Regions from separate parts of the Mus musculus genome. Here regions 2, 3 and 4 are each linked to region 1. Evidence: chromatin contacts called from public HiChIP or PLAC-seq, Micro-C and promoter capture Hi-C data. All regions are on one chromosome and are shown on one strand. The core of a region is the stretch at or near the end of the contact, and the rest is flanking DNA. Distances in the headings are between cores, read along the strand shown. Region 1 holds the start of Kit (KIT proto-oncogene receptor tyrosine kinase). Region 2 has its middle 110 kb from the start of Gm24502. Region 3 has its middle 7.6 kb from the start of Gm32558. Region 4 has its middle 61 kb from the start of Gm24502.

Region 1 (3,993 bases), core at 600-3,099:
TCCCTCTGCCAAAAAGTTATTGGCCAGAGCAGACTAATCAGGGGGAAAATGCAAACCATTGACTCGTTTCTGTTTTCAAAAGGGAACTGTGATCTTTGTGGCGTTCCACCTTGCTCTAAAGCAGAACAAGGTGGAAAACGTAAAAGATCACTGGGGTCATTTTCAGCTAAGTGGTCAAATATGCCTAGGAATCTGAACACTCATTTGTGACCCTTGGTGACCCCTCTTCTGTGCGCGCAGAGGTCCAGATGCAAGACTTCCCCCACAAAAAAAAAGCCCTCTCCCAGCCTTTCAAAAGCATCTAGGGAGTGAGATCTGGAAAACGCAGTCAGCGGTGGGCTCAAAACAGGTCACAGAGATGCTGGCCATCTGACGCCTTATTGCAGCGTGCAGATTGTCTCTAGCCTATAGCATCAAGGTAACCTAAAAGGGTTTCTGGTTTTTGTTTTGAAAATGACCTAGGAGGGAGCAGGGCTTCAGGACTAAGCAGGCAACCTGCACGGGCAGTGCACCAGCGACACCTGGCAAAAAAAGGGGCAGGGCTGAGGAGCTCCGGAACCTTAAGATCTTGAGACCCAAGTTACCCTGCAAAAGGTAACAAGATTTTCCCAACAGCTTGAAGAAACAAATGCTATTTGCAGAAAGCTTACCCCTTCTCCCCCACCCCCTAGCCTCCCCAGGCAGCCCTGAGTATGGCTATCACGTGGGAGAGGGTTTCTGGATCTCGGGATTCCCCTCCAAAAAAAAAAAAAAAAAAAAAAAACGGCCACCTGCGATTACAAGTCGCATACACTGAAACCAGAGGTTTCCAAAGCTGGGGAGAACTGACTCGGTCCTGGTCCAGCGCGCACGAGGTGGCAAGAACAGCTGCGTCCCCGCACGCAGTCCCTGATTCCCAGAAGCTGGCGACCAACGTAGGCTACAGCAGCTCCCTGGCGCGTGGCAGCAACGAACACCGTGCGGCTGCAGAGAGGGGCGAGCCCCTAGCACGAGATTTACAAAAGGAAAAAGTCTGCAACCTAGCGGCTGCTCGCCACACGCCCGGCTCAAGTTGTCCCCATAGCCGCCACCTACAGGCTCGTGGGGTCCCGCCCCAGAGCCTCACGCCGCGTGCTCCCCGTGCAAAAAACGGAGTTGGGTGGGGGCAAGCAAGCCCGAGATTCGTCTCCTCGGGTGGCGCCGCGCACGATGAGAGCGGCTGCAGTTGCGTCCCCAGCACTGTGCACAAAGAGCGCCCGAGGTGGGGAAGCAGCGGCCGCAAGAAAAGGCTCTCCAACTTTGCCCGGCGTGTGTCCGGGACCCGTGGGCTGGTTGTCCCAGGCGTCGGTCACCCACGCGCAACTTTTAACAAAAAGGAAGCCGTGGCCGCACCTCGCTCGGAGAGAGGACGCTCTCGGTGCGAAGCCCGAGGCCGCCCGCCCCTGCCACCCGCGCGCAGTCGGCACAAAAGCATCACCAAACTCGCCCGCAGCCTGCAGCTCGCTGCCTGGGTTCCCAGAAGACCCTCGGCCCCGGGTCTCCACCACCCGGGCTGAGGTCTCTCAGCTCAGGTGAGCGAGGCGGGCCACCAGAGTCCCGCGGCCGCCTACCACCTTCGAGGTGGTAGGCATGGGAAAAGCCAACAGCTACCACTCCGGACGCACCCAGGTGGCACCCCTCCCGGACCCGGGCTGCGCCCACAGAGGGTGCAGTCCTCTTGTCTGCCGCTCTTTCCCACCTGTCTGGCCACGGAGCAGGACCAACAGGACGCAGAGCAGATCCCAGGCGCCGCGAGCGCCTCTCATCGCGGTGGCTGCGCTAGACTCTGAGCTCCTCTCTCTGCTACAGCTCTCGCCCAAGTGCACCGAGCGCGGCAAAGCCGAGCCCCCAGAGCCACTAGCGGCGCGCGACAGCCCCTCCTCCAGCCCTCCTCCCAGCTCGTGGCCACGCCCCTCCCTTCTCCCGCCCGGGTCGCACTCCCTCCCGCTGCCTAGTGCCCGGGGCTCTCGGGCTGCAATAAGCTGATCCCGGGGGCGCTGTGCCCTCTAAGACCAGGAGCCCCCACAGGCCCTCCACCCTGGATCCTCTTCCTCCTAGCACTCTCCCTCCATCGGTGGTCCTTCAGTCCAGGCGGCTGGCTGGCCACGCAGGTGCTGCCCGCGCTTTGTGAAGCCCAGCGCCACGAGCGCATTAGGTACGGGCCAGCCACCTGGCAGGTGCTCCCTAGACAATAAAGGACAACCACCGGTCCCTCCAGCAAGCTCCGGAGCGGGGAGAATATATTCGGCTTATGGTGGAGGTGTTACTAGTCGGGATTGCCGGGCGAAGGGATTAGGAAACTGGGTCCCCAACATTTATTTCTGTTCCTGTTGGTAGAGGAGGACGGATCGTGGCACCCCTGACCTCAGTAAAAGACCGAGCCCACGTTTAAGTAATTTTTCATGCTCAGTTTCTCCACCTGCTGCGAAACCTGTAAGAATACAGCTGATTTCTATTGGCCAGCGTGGACCTCCACCCAGCCAAGCTCCTGCTGAGACTTGTGGAAACTGGGCCAGTGGACTACAGAGGCATCCTGTGAAGGAGTTAGCTTTGAAACTCGGTTTTTAAAACCTATTTGCATTTGGGTGCCTTTTCTCTTGTGTTAATTATTTTTTTAATCTCACCCTCAACACCCCCCCCCCGCCCCATCCCCTCTGAGTCCCCCTTTCCCCAACTCGATCCGACTGTGGTCTGCCTTAGGAGCAAGATAAAAGCAAAATAATTTCCTTTTAAAGTTTTTTTTTAATGTGTATGAGTGTTTTACTTACATGAATATGTGTGTGTGCCACGTGTGTGACTAGTGCCCAGGGAGGTCAGAAGGATGTCAGATCTCCTGAAACTAGAGTTACGGATGCTTGTGTATCATCTTGTGGGTGCCTGGAGCCCAACTACTCTTGTTCTTTGTTTGTTTCTTTGTTTGTTTGTTTGTTTGTTTCGAGACAGGGTTACTGGCTGTCCTGGAACTCACTTTGTAGACCAGGCTGCCTCGAACTCAGAAATTCGCCTGCCTCTGCCTCCCAAGTGCTGGGATTAAAGTCATGCGCCAACTTTCTTGTTCTTAACTAATTGACCCAACTCTCCAACTCCTAAAGTAATTCTCTTAAGACAATTTCTACCTAGGGACATTTCACAGTCACTGTGGCTATCCGGGGGTGGACAGTAACAATCTGGGTTTTTATAGTATCCGGGTCTACAGTTAACGTTATGAAGTAGAGAAGATAAACGTTTGTTTTGGGGGTTCTTTAAGTCCCAAGATTGTACACTTAATAGTGTTTAAGTGTGAGACCTCAAACCAATATTTTTTCTGGTATCGTTTCCCCACATATTTTTTTATAATTTGTTTACTTATTTATTATTTGTTTATTGAAGGTGCTTCATGTGGGTGTCAGAGAACAACTTTGAAGAGTGTGTTCTTTCTCTCCACTGTATAGGTCCTGGGACTCAGGCACCTTCCAGCTTGGTAGCAAGAGCCCTAGACGGTCCAAATGAGTGGTCTCACTGGCATCCTGACAAATGGATTAAACAGCCCTACAGAATGCTTAAAAGTGTAAACTAGGGCAGACACACACCACCACAAAAATGTAATAAATTGGAAGGTAGGTAGATAGGTGGGTGGATGGATGGATAGATGGATGAGTAGATAAATAGATAGATGGATGGATAGATAATACAAATAATATTTTTAAGAATGGAAAAATAAAAGGGAGATAATCACTGGGGAAAATAACAATTTAAATACACATGGCCTCATTGAGTATCATCAAGAATAATATATCACTTCCCAGCTTTCTGACATCATTTAATATTGAAGCCATCCTTTCGGATATTGACAGGCTTAAGAAAATTCATTTTCCAAACTATTCACTTAAAATGTGTCAGTACTAGAGAATGATCAAATGACCCAGGTATATAACTGCCTCTCCTGACACCACTTAATGTGTCCCTTCCTTAAAAAGTGCACTTTGGAGCACCTTC
Region 2 (3,993 bases), core at 928-3,427, 120 kb after region 1:
ATAAAGAAACATATATACAATCTACACACACACATGTCTATATAAAGAAACATATATACATCTACACACATACACACATGTCTATATAGAGAGACATATATACATCTACACACACACACATGTCTATATAAAGAAACATATATACATCTACACACATACACACATGTCTATATAGAGAGACATATATACATCTACACACACACACATGTCTATATAAAGAGACATATATACATCTACACACATACACACATGTCTATAGAGACACACACACACACACATATATATACACACACACACACACACACTCTCTCACAGAGCCCAGGTTGGCCTCAAACGTGCTAGGAGGCTAACGATGACTTTGAACTTCTGGCCCTCACCTCCCTACTTCCAAAATGCTAGGATTACAGCCACGCATCCCCACATTCTGTTTATGTGGCGCTGGTGTTGACAACCCAGGGTCTTATCCAAACTAGGCAAGCACTATACCAAGTGAGCTACATCCTGGGGGTAGTTCTCTTTTAAAAATGAAATATTTTTCTCAATCATTTGCATTTCTGGCTTCTTTTATATTCCACTGTCTAGCACGTTGGCTTGCTTTCTTGGTATAGTTCCTGCACTCCGCGGTAAGCACTCCACGGTCTCTGCCACTCCCTGCTGGCTCCCAGCCAGCCAGCCTTGTCCCTCAACCTGCTGGACTGCTGTCTGTATTTGAACATGACCCTGAGCCCAAAGCATGTCCAACAGATCCGCAAACATCATTGCTTCAGGGTAGACATTGCCCCCGCTTCCTGGCTGTGTCTGATATATCATGGAATCCTTGTCTTCATGGTCTGGGACCCCAGCAGAATGGTGTGAATACTGATGGATGCCTATTCTCAGGGGTTTCCTTTGCCTCCAGCACTTAATGGTTTTGACCCATGACAACTTTAAAGGATTTGAATTCCTACTTGATCTCCATCTCTTACCCCAGGCGGTTTCAGATCTGAAGTGAAAATGCGAATGTAGGAGTGTTCTGGGGTAAAATGTTTCCCAACTCCTTTCCCAGCAGATGTAAATGTAAAGCTCTCTCCTGTAGAGGGCCTTCCCCAGGCCCCTTCCACCAAGAGTCCTGGTGCTCTGTCCCCTCCTCCCCTCTCAATGCCCCTACTCAGATGCCCAAGGAAGGTCCCTCAGCCCTCTTCCAGACATACTATGGAGAGGCTGGAGGTGCCAAGCCATCTGTCCATTCTTCCCACGCCCTTACCAGAAGCAGGGACTCGAGATAAGGAAACGTTTACTCCTTAGACCTCTGAGATCCTTAGCTGCTGGGTTCAGTTTTACAGGGAAACCCTCTAAAAGGGCCTGACTCTTGCTGAGTTCGCTGGATTCCCGACTTGAGACAGGTGTAAATTCTAAACCATGGCTCAGGCCTAAACATCAGAAGGCCGGGTGGTTTAACCGTTCGTGTGTCTGCCTCCTCCCTGGGGTAGTATTTCACTAATCTTCCGGTACCTACAGTAGAGAGGCAGAGGGGAGGACCAAGGAGCAAGGATCGGGGACTAGGCGTTCAGTCAAGAACTGCCAAAAAAAAAAAAAAAAAAAAAAAAAAAAAGGGAGGAGAGGGAGATAGAAAACTAAGCGACCTAGCATGGTTGTCTCTGCGGTTCACTGCACTAGGGCGCCTGCTAATTGGGTCTTGGTTTTTCTCACCAAACCCTTTGATTGGCCCTTCCCTCCTGTCACTTACCAGTCTTGACCCTGTTTGCTGCCTTTCCCCTTTGCTAAAAGAGGCCCCTTTTCTAATCTCCCCAAAAGGACCAGATAGGCTGGACCGAAGGGAAGGGAAGAGGCTGTAGGGACGTAGTTGTCGTCATCAGCGTGGTCAGTGCGACCTGAATTTATTTTCCACAAAGCCTGTTTTCAGGGTTTGTTGTAGTGGACTTCAACCCTCCCTAAGGAACATAAGCCACCCAAAGGAACCTCAAACTCTGAAGGGAGTGGAGCTTCATAGCCTGAAGGTCTGAAGTCTGGGCTCATGTGAGTGCGCCCCTAAGAGGTGAAGGGCGCGCAGCAGCCCCAGATCTTCCTGCTGCGGGGGTCTCCAACCAAGGAGGAGCGCTCAGCTGTCAGCCTCTCAGCCCCTCGCTCCAGGTCCCCATGCGCAGCCAGCCTGTCACCTCCCATTACCCCAGCTCTGCTTGGGAAGAGCATCTGGCGCGTGTGCCTGCAGGCCCAGGGGGTGAATTTAGGGTGGATTTCAAGGCTGAGCTAAGCACCCGTTTTGCTGAGGTCTGAGAACGCGGGTGTTTGCCACCGCACTGGGTGCTGGAAGCAATAGGCACGCAGCTGCACGGGAACCAGCGATGGGGTCCAAGCAGGTGGCGCAGGGGCCCTAACTGTGTTTCATCGCTGAAGGCTGGGATAGCCGCCAAGGGCCCACTGTGGTTCAGTACCGGGCTGGTACTAGTCTCCAGCACACTGACGAGGCTGAGCAGAGAGCAGGTCCTTAGCTGGCCTCTAATTCACTGTATTTATACAGGTTTATGCCACCAAATCTGGTTTATCCAGTGCTGGGAATAAAAACTAGGCAAGCCCCCACCACACCCTCAACCCCAAATCTTTCTCTTCTCACTAAGTTAGGACCACACTGGTCCTTTCAGAATGCAGACTCACAGGGGAGAGGACCTGCTCTTCACAGTGGTTAAAAGATCAGTACCAGGGCTCTGGGGGTCTGGACCGCCCTGCTGGCTTCACATTCAAGCTGCATCACATACAAACTGATAACCTACTCTTCCTAGGCGTCTGGTCCTTAGGTCAATGGGGGTGGGGGTGGGGGTAGGGGTGGGGGTGGGGAGTCAGGTAGCTATTTGGAAGGATTTGGGGGGGGTGGAGCCAAGAAGTATATTCAAAGCCCTAACCCCAAGGCTTCACAGTCACACCAAGGGGTTAGAGCTAGGGTGGGACATGGAAGTTGGTGTCTGTGATTGGCTTAGCTCAGTGATACCTATTTATAATCTTTTTTTCCCTTCTAAAGCCTCAGCTACCTCAGTTATGATTCCTGAACCAGACCCTAGGAACAGAATTTTGAACTTCAAGCCAGAAGCAGAATCCACATTGCAGTAAGACCCAAGTGGTCTATCTTCACCCTGCAGCCCAAGAAACACTAGCCTAGAACATCCCAAGACCTTCTACTCATTGCCGTAGAACCTTTTGGGTCTGTGGGGCCGCTTGGAGCACCTCAGCTCTTGCATTCACACTCCCCAGCCTTCCTGCACTGCCCCTACCCCAGGATCACTTTCTGAACACACAGCACCAACCAGTGCTAGAGATGGAAAACTGTTAACTGAGACAGGTGAATGGAAGCAAGGAAAGCCAGAACATGGGTGAGCTACGGTGTAGACTGTCAATACACAGCAGTGCTCAGGGGGCTCCTTCACCTTGCTGGAGGATTTATGGGAGACAGCAGGGTGAGGCTCAAAGTGTCTGTGGCTCAGACTTCACTTGGGTGGCTTCTACCTTCTGTGTGGGGGTCAGCCTTGGGCTGACCTGGAAGCAGGGACGCACCAACTTGGGATTCTGAGTCTGGACCATGGCTGATGGCCATCAGTCCTTCCTTAAAGAGCTGCTGGATATCAATGTGCCTGGAAAGAGATCCCTGCTCTTCAGCCACGCTCTTTCAAGTGCCTTTTGTCCAGCTGTCACCCTCTAGATAAAGCATGGGATGGTAGAGTGGTTCTCGGTGAGCCAACAAGTCCCCTGTCCAAACTGGGGCTCTTGACCCGGTTGCTTCAAAGCTGGTGGCTTAGTTCCCCCGTAGCATGAGGAAAAGTTCAATGGCATGTGTGTACCCTGAGGCATCCCCAAGTAATGCCTGTTGGATAGGAGAGGACCACTTGATGGAACATTCTCATGGCAGCAGTGCCAGAAACAGGATGGAAAGCCTCCGCTGTAACCGCCTTGAGAGTTCAGTCTCTGTTCCCTATGGCACTGCTGCCACCCCTGGGCATTGCTCCT
Region 3 (3,993 bases), core at 1,070-3,569, 92 kb before region 1:
CTACAACCTTCATGAAGTCTTTCCAAACATTCCCTTTGAATTTATTGAAAGAAGAAAGTCAGTGGTATTTTAAAAACATTTTAATGTAAATATAGCACATTGTGCCAATAGCAACTTCAACTGGCATAAATATGTTGAGAACACAATGACTTCGATAAGCATACAGCTTTGCTGGTATGATCAAGTGGGCATGCAAACTAGAGAATAAGTGGACCCAGAACATACCATGAGTTTAAACAGAAGTCTTTAGGATGGGCAGGAGAACTAGAAGACAATGATGAAATCAACAGCAGCTCCGGAAAGGTGATGTGTACTAAGGACTACACTAGCCATACTTACTTAACATAGTATCCCAGTAAACTCTACGGCCAGCCTCTGAACAGGAAAATAATCTGGGCTCAAAGACTGCTTAAGACTGCCCTCAAATCATATTGGTTATACACAGCATGGCAGAATGAAAACTCAAGTCTTCTTGTCTCCGTGTACTAAACAGTGATCACATAATTCCTTTCTTATGTTTTCCTTAATCTAGGGTGGAAGCTTACAGTTTACCCCGAGTACAATCCGGTGAAGCACTTCTGCGGTGATAGCATCCCACAGCCTAATCACACATACAGCTTATTATGTTCATGGACAGAACTCGGATTTCAAAGAGGAAATGAGTCAGAGAATGGTTCTTCAGACAACTTCATGTAAGCATTGTTTTTTTGTTTTTGTTTTTTTTATCAAGGAGGCATTTGAAGGGCTCTAAATATCGGGGAGCCAGAGGTTACACGTCTGACAAAGGCCTGGAGGGTAGCTATTTTCATTGTCCATCAAGAGTAGGCTAATGCTTTCCCAATCAGCCCAAGTCGAGCAAGGAAGGATTGATTGATATGGGGGAGGGGGTGCACTCCCTGGACAGCAATTCAAAGGAAAAGTGATAGCCTATTGTTATAAGAAGGGCGACTACCTAATGCTACCCTGGCGTGGTTTGCCTTTATTTTAACCACAGGCAGCTGAACCGTAAAGTATGGGTGTGATTGGAAAATGACTCCTTTTCTTCTAGTTGCCTTTAGACACCCCAAAAGGCTAGCAATTTTCTTTTAAAAATACATCCAATAAAAATCAACCCAGGCACGCTGGTATCCCGACTTTTTTCTCAGGATACTTTTACTTATTAAAGCCGATTATATTTTCAGATTTAATTAACTTTTAATGAGCACACACACTTCTCCCAGCCCAGCGCTAGGCTTTCTCATGTGGATTATCTTTATTTAATAAACTGACTAAAGTCAAATTTTACTTACATCCCCTGATGTAGCTTTTAACCCAGATATATGCCAGCTTCCATGTAGGGTAGAAGTGGACGGAAGAAAACCAGATCTCAGACTTTCCAGAGCCAATCAGCAAAGTCTTACCTGGAATTATTAGATTTCTCTTTGTGACCATAATATGAACAATTACAGTGATTTACAGTGACATGGAGTAATTTCTATAAGCCAGTGTTCATTAAAATGTAAGCTGATAATTTATTTCTTTAAGAAATGCACACATAAAAGTAGAAAGGTATGGGAGAAACCATATCAAAGTTATCATTGATTTGCTACGGAAGAGAAAGAATTAAGCAAATATTCCAGACCTCTAAGTTTGCAGGTTCCATAACTATGAATTCATCCAACAAGGATAGAAAGAATTTTAAATTGTACTTCTAAGTCTGGGAAGATGGCTCAGGGCATAGAGTGCTTGCAGAATAAGCATGAAGAACTGAGTCTGGATTCCCAGATCTCTCTCTCTCTCTCTCTCTGCCTCTCTCTCTCTCTCTCTCTCTCTCTCTCTCTCTCTCTCTCTCTCTCTCTTTCTGTCTCTCTCTGTCTCTCTCTCTGTGTCTCTGTCTCTGTCTCTGCCTCTCTCTCTCTGTCACACACACACACACACACACACACACACACACACACACACACACACCACTGTTCCAGTAGTGAGCTTTTATAGACTTGTCACTCCCTAAACAATGCAGCATAACAACCATTTGCATAGCATTTACATTGTATTAGGTATTATAAGCAATCTAGAAACGAGTTAAGGCATATGGTAGGAGGTGCACGTGTTCTATGCAAATAACCTATTTTAAATGAGGGGCTTGAGCATCTTCAGATGTTCCTGCCTGCGGGAGGTCATAGGATTAACTCCCTGTAGACATGAAGAAACAAATAGATATTTAATAAAAAAAAAAATTTAAGCGGAGTTTGGAGGTAAGAGCCTTGGTGCTAGAGATGTCTGAAAAACGGAAAGACACAGGTGACATCCTTCCACATCTTCCTGTCTGAGTCAGTTTAGCAGTCTGTGTTTAAGCAGCTAGGGAATACCCCCCAAACACCCCAAAGGCAGGAAGTCTTACAGCCATCACAGAGTGGGGGGATGGGCTGTTAAAATGCCGAATGTCAGGGGACTGCAGAATTTCCCCAAAGGTTACTTACAAAAGACTAGAGTTTGGGGATCACTGTGGGAAGGGACAGGAACCTGGGATTCATCAGCCACAGAAATACCCTAAAGCTCCCATTTTCTAAGTCTACTGAGATGGACTTAGAGGTCTGGTAGAATTTGTATAACCTTAAGTTCCTCAACTTTGTAACACACATAACTCCTATCTCTAGGGCTATTGTGAGGATTAAGACCAAAATGTGCTTTAAGTGCTTATAAACTGTCTCTTTAAGAAAGGGGACTAAAGAGATGCCTACAAGGTAAGTAGTTGCAAGAAGAGGGAAAATGGTAGGCTTGGAAGTCACTGTCTATCCCAGCATCTTTAAACTTCCTTGTGAGGCATTTCAGAGACTCGAGGGTTTTATATATTTTTTTTCTTTGTTCTTGAGCATGTCATACCTGTATACAGTGAAACATGACCATAACCACTCCTCTACCCACCCCTAAGTGCTCCCAATATGGCCCCCTCCCAACTTCATGTTCTGTGTTTGTTTGATAGCATACTAAATCCAATTAGCGCTGTACATACATGTATGAGTGTATGCCCATCCAATGGAGCACAAGAAATCCAAAGAGTGATCTCTCACCAGAAGCTATCAACAGCCAATAGGGGGTGGGGGCTAGAGAGCCCTCCCCCCATCTATGCTAGAACATTGGCTGGATTGAGTTTGTACAGGTAGCCACAGTTGGTGGAGAGTGGTCCACTCACTCATCTTTTTCTGTTTGTAAATCCCATCTCCTTTTGTAAGGTTAGGACTGCGCTCTTGTCGACCTCAGAGGAAAGCAGTACAGTAGAGTTCCACGAAGCTCATGTTGGGTCAACAGCTTGGTGGAGAAACCTCCTTCTGGTATCTTTAGGTAGTGAATAAAAGTGAGGCAAACCCTTCTGAACTGGGCTAACATTGTTTGTCCCCGTTGACCGAGACATGGGGACACCGGGGTGTCTTTGTGAGAATTAGAGACTTTCTAGGGCCAGTGGCTCTGTTTGTGTCTTGTGGATTTGAACAATTTAATTCATTGCCCACAGAAGGTAGGTTTTAGAAAGAAGTATTTTATTATGGGGAATGGCTTGGTTACTTTTCTATTAATATTTATTGATTGATTGATTTTTAAACAGCATTTAATCAGGGGCTTGCTTACAGTTTCAGAGGATTGGTCCACTCTTAGCATGGTGGGAAGCTAACAGATATTATTTGTAGCACTGTAATTGTAGGTGAGGCCTTTACATCTGTCTTAGTCAGGGTTTCTATTCCTGCACAAACATCATGACCAAGAAGCAAGTTGGGGAGGAAAGGGTTTATTCGACTTACACTTCCATACTGCTGTTCATCACCAAGGAAGTCAGGACTGGAACTCAAGCAGGTCAGGAAGCAGGAGCTGATGCAGAGGCCATGGAGGGATGTTCTTTACTGGCTTGCTTCCCCTGGCTTGCTCACCCTGCTCTCTTAGAGAACCAAAATTATCAGCCCAGAGATGGTCCCACCCACAAGGGGCCTTTCCCCCTTGATCACTAATTGAGAAAATGCCTTA
Region 4 (3,993 bases), core at 541-3,040, 74 kb after region 1:
CTCCCAAAACTGAAAATCAGGTCTAAAGTTTCTTCTAATATCCAAGGCAAACTTGCAGTTGTAAGCCTCTGTAAAATAGAAAGGGAAGTTACATATTTCAAATGTACGATGTCATAGAGTAAGCATTCACATTCCAGGATGGGGGCGCAGCAAGGAAACGACTGGACTGAAACCCAGCAGAGCAAGCAACAAACCTTGCAGGTACATATCTAGCATCTAGGGCTTGCAGGGTAACCCTCTGAGCTCCAATGGGCTTGGTTAGCTGCATTCCTATGGCCCTGCTATCTACAGGACAGGTGGGCTCTCTCTTGGGCTTATTCTACACAGTGTGTCTCCTTGGGAGACATCTCACATCCGTGACATCTCCAACATTCTAGGGTTCCCACAGACATGTAGACTTCACCCACTCAGCTCCATGCAATGGCCTTTCTGTAAGGCATCTAAGCCTGTTGCATATTGCCTGACCTCACTTTTTCTTCTGGAACTTCAATAATGCTCAAATATCTAGGAGATTAGCAAGATACAGCTGGATTTTATGATAGATTGGAACAGAAACGGCTTCTAATCCAATTCCCTAGAAGATTCCTGTTCCCCCTGAGACCTCGTGGCTATCTGAGACCTCATGGGCACAATCATGACCATCTGAGACATCACGAACATAGTATTTATCATCTGAGACCTACCTCATGGGAATAGTCTTGACCATCTGAGACATCACGAACACAGTATTTACAGAATTCTAGGGCTTTCCACATTCCTTCTGCAAACTTTTTCTGAAGACCTGTGAGTCACAGTGTCAAGTGGATCACAGCCACCGCCTCAGTTCTTGGTATCACTTTTCTATGTTAGTTACTTTTATGCTACTTAGGCCAAAATACCCGTCAGAGCAACTTCAGAAAAGAAGGGTTTATTGTGGCTCCCAGACTCAGAGGACATCAACTCACCATGTTGGAGAAACAATGGTGTGTGTGTGTGTGTGTGTGTGTGTGTGTGTGTGTGTGTGTGTGTGTGAATGCTTCACATCATAGTGAATCAGGAAGCAGAGAGCCCTGGGCAGAAGCCAAAGTGTAGTTCACCTTCATAGCTGGTTCTCTGTGACACACTTCCTCTGTGTAGAACATAGTCCCACAGGTTTCTCTGCCTCTACAAGCAACATTGCAACCTGGAGACCATGTCTTCAAACGCAGGAACTTGTGGGGAGCAGTTTCCATCCAAATGACAAGGGCATCAATCCTGGAAAACATCTGCCTGCTGCCTCTGCATCTGCCCTCAGTCCAGCAGCTTATCCACAGCTTGTCCACAAAGCATATCCCTAGCTTTTAAAAATGACATCGGCTTCTGTTGTCAGATCACACCAAGCAAGTTACATCACATTTACTTGGGACATAAGCCAGCTTCCAAAACAACTAAGTTGAGTGATTATACACTGATGAGCAGAGAACGCAGGATGTGCAGCCTCTGAGCTCCGTACTGAGTAATTCTCTAGGGAGTCAGAGACGTCTTTGCTTTGTGATGATAGAGAACTATTTGTCTCTGGGAACCTTGAATAAATGCACATTGTCCAGGGATAATTAACATCCCAATGACTGCTGCTATATGCTGGCCTGTTGTGGGCTCTGCACACACCATTCCCACCCTTCCTATTTCATAACTGGAGAACTGAGGCCCAGCAGGTGCTTTCCCTTGCAAAAGACTTTTAATGGCAAAGCCAGGTTTTCAACCAGGACCAGTGAATCCAGAGCCTGTATTTTATCTCAACTGTGGTGAGTCACTTGAGTCTTAGTCACATTTCCTGGTAGCTAAAAGAGTAGACGCTATCCCGGAGTTGGTTGTTAGTTTCCAAATATACTGAATAATAACATTTTACTCCCTAAATTTGGCCATCCTGAAGCTTTAAATAATATTTTTCTATTTTGAAATACTGTGAAGGAATATAAAAATGTTGCGGCGTCCTCTGAGGTTCAGAACCTCAAATTTACATTTGGAATGAGAAAGATGCTGTGACCTATAGAAAGAGAATTTTTATAATTCCTAAATTAGTACCCACAAAAGAATTTGCTAAAACTATGTGTTGGTTGGTTCCTTAAACTTACCCAGTGCTGTCCGCCTGCCCAATGGCAGCTCCCCATCTGCCTCCCTGAACATTAGACAGACCTTTGCCTTCACAGCCTAAGTAGGAAAATGAAAGGGTGCATATTCCAGATATCTAAAACATTCCAATAATTCTTATTTTCAGAAGGAAACAGCAACATATGGTGGTATAGAGTACCGGCCTGGAAACCTGTGGCATGCTTCAGTCCAGGTGTTCATGTCTCAACTCCAGGCTTTGGTTTCCTACGTTTAAGTGTTTCAAAGACATTGTCTCTTCTTCCTTTCACTCCAGAAAGATGGCAGAACTGTCGAGATCCTGTGCAGCGAGTGATCTACATCTCCTCAGATTAAACCTTGGCATATATGCAAATTAGCTTTATTCTGCAATGGAGGAAGGAGTAAAACACTGGGCACGGTTACTTAGTATCTGAGGAACGTGATTAGGAATCACATTCCAGAGGAGGCCAGGTCATCAATAAAGTACGTGCAGGGCTGATTCACTAAGGGAATTGACTATTTTCCCAAAAGATTTGGATTCACTTTCCAGCACCAGTATGGTGGCTCACAACCATCAGTATTTCCAGTTCCAGGGGAATCTTACGCCCTCTTCAGGCCTCAGCAGGCACTGCATGCATGTAGCACACAGACATACATGCGGGCAAAACACTCATACACATACAATAAAAAAATGAATTAAAGTACTTTTCTCTAAAAGCACACACTAGGACGTCTATTAACTGCTGTAGGGGATAGTATGCAACATGGTCCCTTAGTGACATTGGTGTTGAACATCATTATCTAGAAGGGCACAATAGACCCTGCTGGTAGCTTCAGACCTGGTAAAGTCAAAGCTGAAGCTCTACTCTGAGCTGTTTGGTCCTGTGCTTGCCTCTTGGTTCACAAGGAGTTCTGTCCCCGTGACATGTGAGTAACACTATTCACTTGGCCAGTCCGAATGCCGGGAAAAGCTTTCCAGTGGGTCTTGTAGTCACGATGGCTCAGGAGGCTTAGGGACAAGGAATGGGCTTTTCCAACCCTACAAGAACAGACTGTATGGCTGGTTTTATGCCTACCTGATAATAAATGCTTATACTTGAAGATGCTGGTCTAAGAATGCTTCCTTTGTGCCATACCTCCCTAGTAGGTGGTAGGAGGTGTTTTGGAAGAGGCTGGAGACGAGGGATTCATGGCTTTTATCCACTCCATTGGTCAGAGATGACTCATGCTTACAAGAATAGCCATTGGCTGTAGAATGACCAAATTGGTTTAGGTCAGTTCTCAGCAATGAGCAGTCTTTGTGAACAGCTTAGCACACTGCCTGACACCGTGTCCTCCCTCTTCTTAGAATCCCGTCATTCCTGCCAGAAAATAGGATAGGTGCTCAACTATGTCATGTGTTCCTCAACAATATTTACTGAGTGTCTCCTATGTGCAAGGCACAGGCTTGAGAGTTGTCTATCAGTGCATCCAGTGATAGCCACCCCTGACATGTAGAGCTTACTTTACAGAGATGACAAACAAGAGAAGTGACTGGTGTCTTTCTTGACCTGTTAGTCTTGCCTTAGTTTGTGAAAGCAAGAGGGAGGAGGAGATGAGAGCCACTTTGAAGAGACTACTTTCTGATGAACAGTTAGAGGTAGGGAGTTAGGGTGCTTCAAATTCACTGTTTAGTGCACATGTGTAATAAACAAACAATGGAGAAACAAAGACAAAATCAATCAAGTGCCGTGCGATGAATTTCATAATTCCATAGGCACGTCATGTATGTTGTGAGCAGAAGGACCACTGTTGCCTGTGGGTTTGGGGATTTCTGTTTGTTTGTATCGTTGTTACTTTTTGCATTGATAAATTCTAGCTGACAGAGAACAAACTCAAATTCTGTATTCTCTCTGATAGGTATAT

The links. Promoter capture Hi-C pulls out the DNA fragments that hold promoters and counts their contacts. HiChIP or PLAC-seq counts read pairs in DNA pulled down with a chosen protein or histone mark. Hi-C and Micro-C count contacts between places; a contact is called where the count stands out from the background.
Region 2: a contact with region 1 is called in a Micro-C map of the G1E-ER4 cell line, with 3 times the contacts expected there. The contact joins the enhancer-like site here to the promoter of Kit in region 1. A contact is called at or near these places in 3 of 39 promoter capture datasets (the HPC-7 cell line, hematopoietic stem and progenitor cells and neutrophils), 8 of 484 Hi-C or Micro-C datasets (the G1E-ER4 cell line, cerebellum, cortical neurons and 4 more) and 4 of 115 datasets of contacts at active chromatin or transcription factors (embryonic forebrain, embryonic hindbrain, embryonic stem cells and 1 more).
Region 3: a contact with region 1 is called in a CTCF HiChIP or PLAC-seq map of CD8 T cells, with 17 read pairs. The contact joins the enhancer-like site here to the promoter of Kit in region 1. A contact is called at or near these places in 1 of 39 promoter capture datasets (trophoblast stem cells), 1 of 15 datasets of contacts at CTCF or cohesin (CD8 T cells), 2 of 484 Hi-C or Micro-C datasets (bone marrow-derived dendritic cells and group 2 innate lymphoid cells), 3 of 115 datasets of contacts at active chromatin or transcription factors (embryonic stem cells and regulatory T cell precursor) and 1 of 9 other capture datasets (liver).
Region 4: a promoter capture Hi-C map of the HPC-7 cell line shows a contact between it and region 1, with 4 times the contacts expected there. The contact joins the enhancer-like site here to the promoter of Kit in region 1. A contact is called at or near these places in 6 of 39 promoter capture datasets (the HPC-7 cell line, HPC-7-derived erythroid cells, cranial neural crest and 3 more), 6 of 484 Hi-C or Micro-C datasets (the HPC-7 cell line, embryonic stem cells, female germline stem cells and 1 more), 4 of 115 datasets of contacts at active chromatin or transcription factors (all in embryonic stem cells) and 2 of 9 other capture datasets (adipose tissue and pancreatic islet).

What each region holds. Positions count from the first base shown.
Region 1 is chr5:75,572,843-75,576,835 of GRCm38.p6, reverse strand. Kit (KIT proto-oncogene receptor tyrosine kinase) reads right to left here and starts at 1,849. Exons shown (of 21, transcript NM_001122733.1): 1 at 1,718-1,849. The coding sequence starts at 1,784.
Region 2 is chr5:75,448,510-75,452,502 of GRCm38.p6, reverse strand. No RefSeq gene overlaps it. Among named protein-coding and RNA genes, the nearest start is that of Gm24502, 110 kb to the left of the region's middle. Within about 2 kb of position 2,177, at least 16 of the 459 cell types and tissues checked have an H3K27ac peak or open chromatin away from gene starts, as enhancers often do. A contact at or near this core is called in the G1E-ER4 cell line, the HPC-7 cell line and cerebellum, where this site is marked.
Region 3 is chr5:75,665,682-75,669,674 of GRCm38.p6, reverse strand. No RefSeq gene overlaps it. Among named protein-coding and RNA genes, the nearest start is that of Gm32558, 7.6 kb to the left of the region's middle. Within about 2 kb of position 2,319, at least 13 of the 459 cell types and tissues checked have an H3K27ac peak or open chromatin away from gene starts, as enhancers often do. A contact at or near this core is called in CD8 T cells, group 2 innate lymphoid cells and regulatory T cell precursor, where this site is marked.
Region 4 is chr5:75,498,623-75,502,615 of GRCm38.p6, reverse strand. No RefSeq gene overlaps it. Among named protein-coding and RNA genes, the nearest start is that of Gm24502, 61 kb to the left of the region's middle. Within about 2 kb of position 1,790, at least 11 of the 459 cell types and tissues checked have an H3K27ac peak or open chromatin away from gene starts, as enhancers often do. A contact at or near this core is called in the HPC-7 cell line and female germline stem cells, where this site is marked.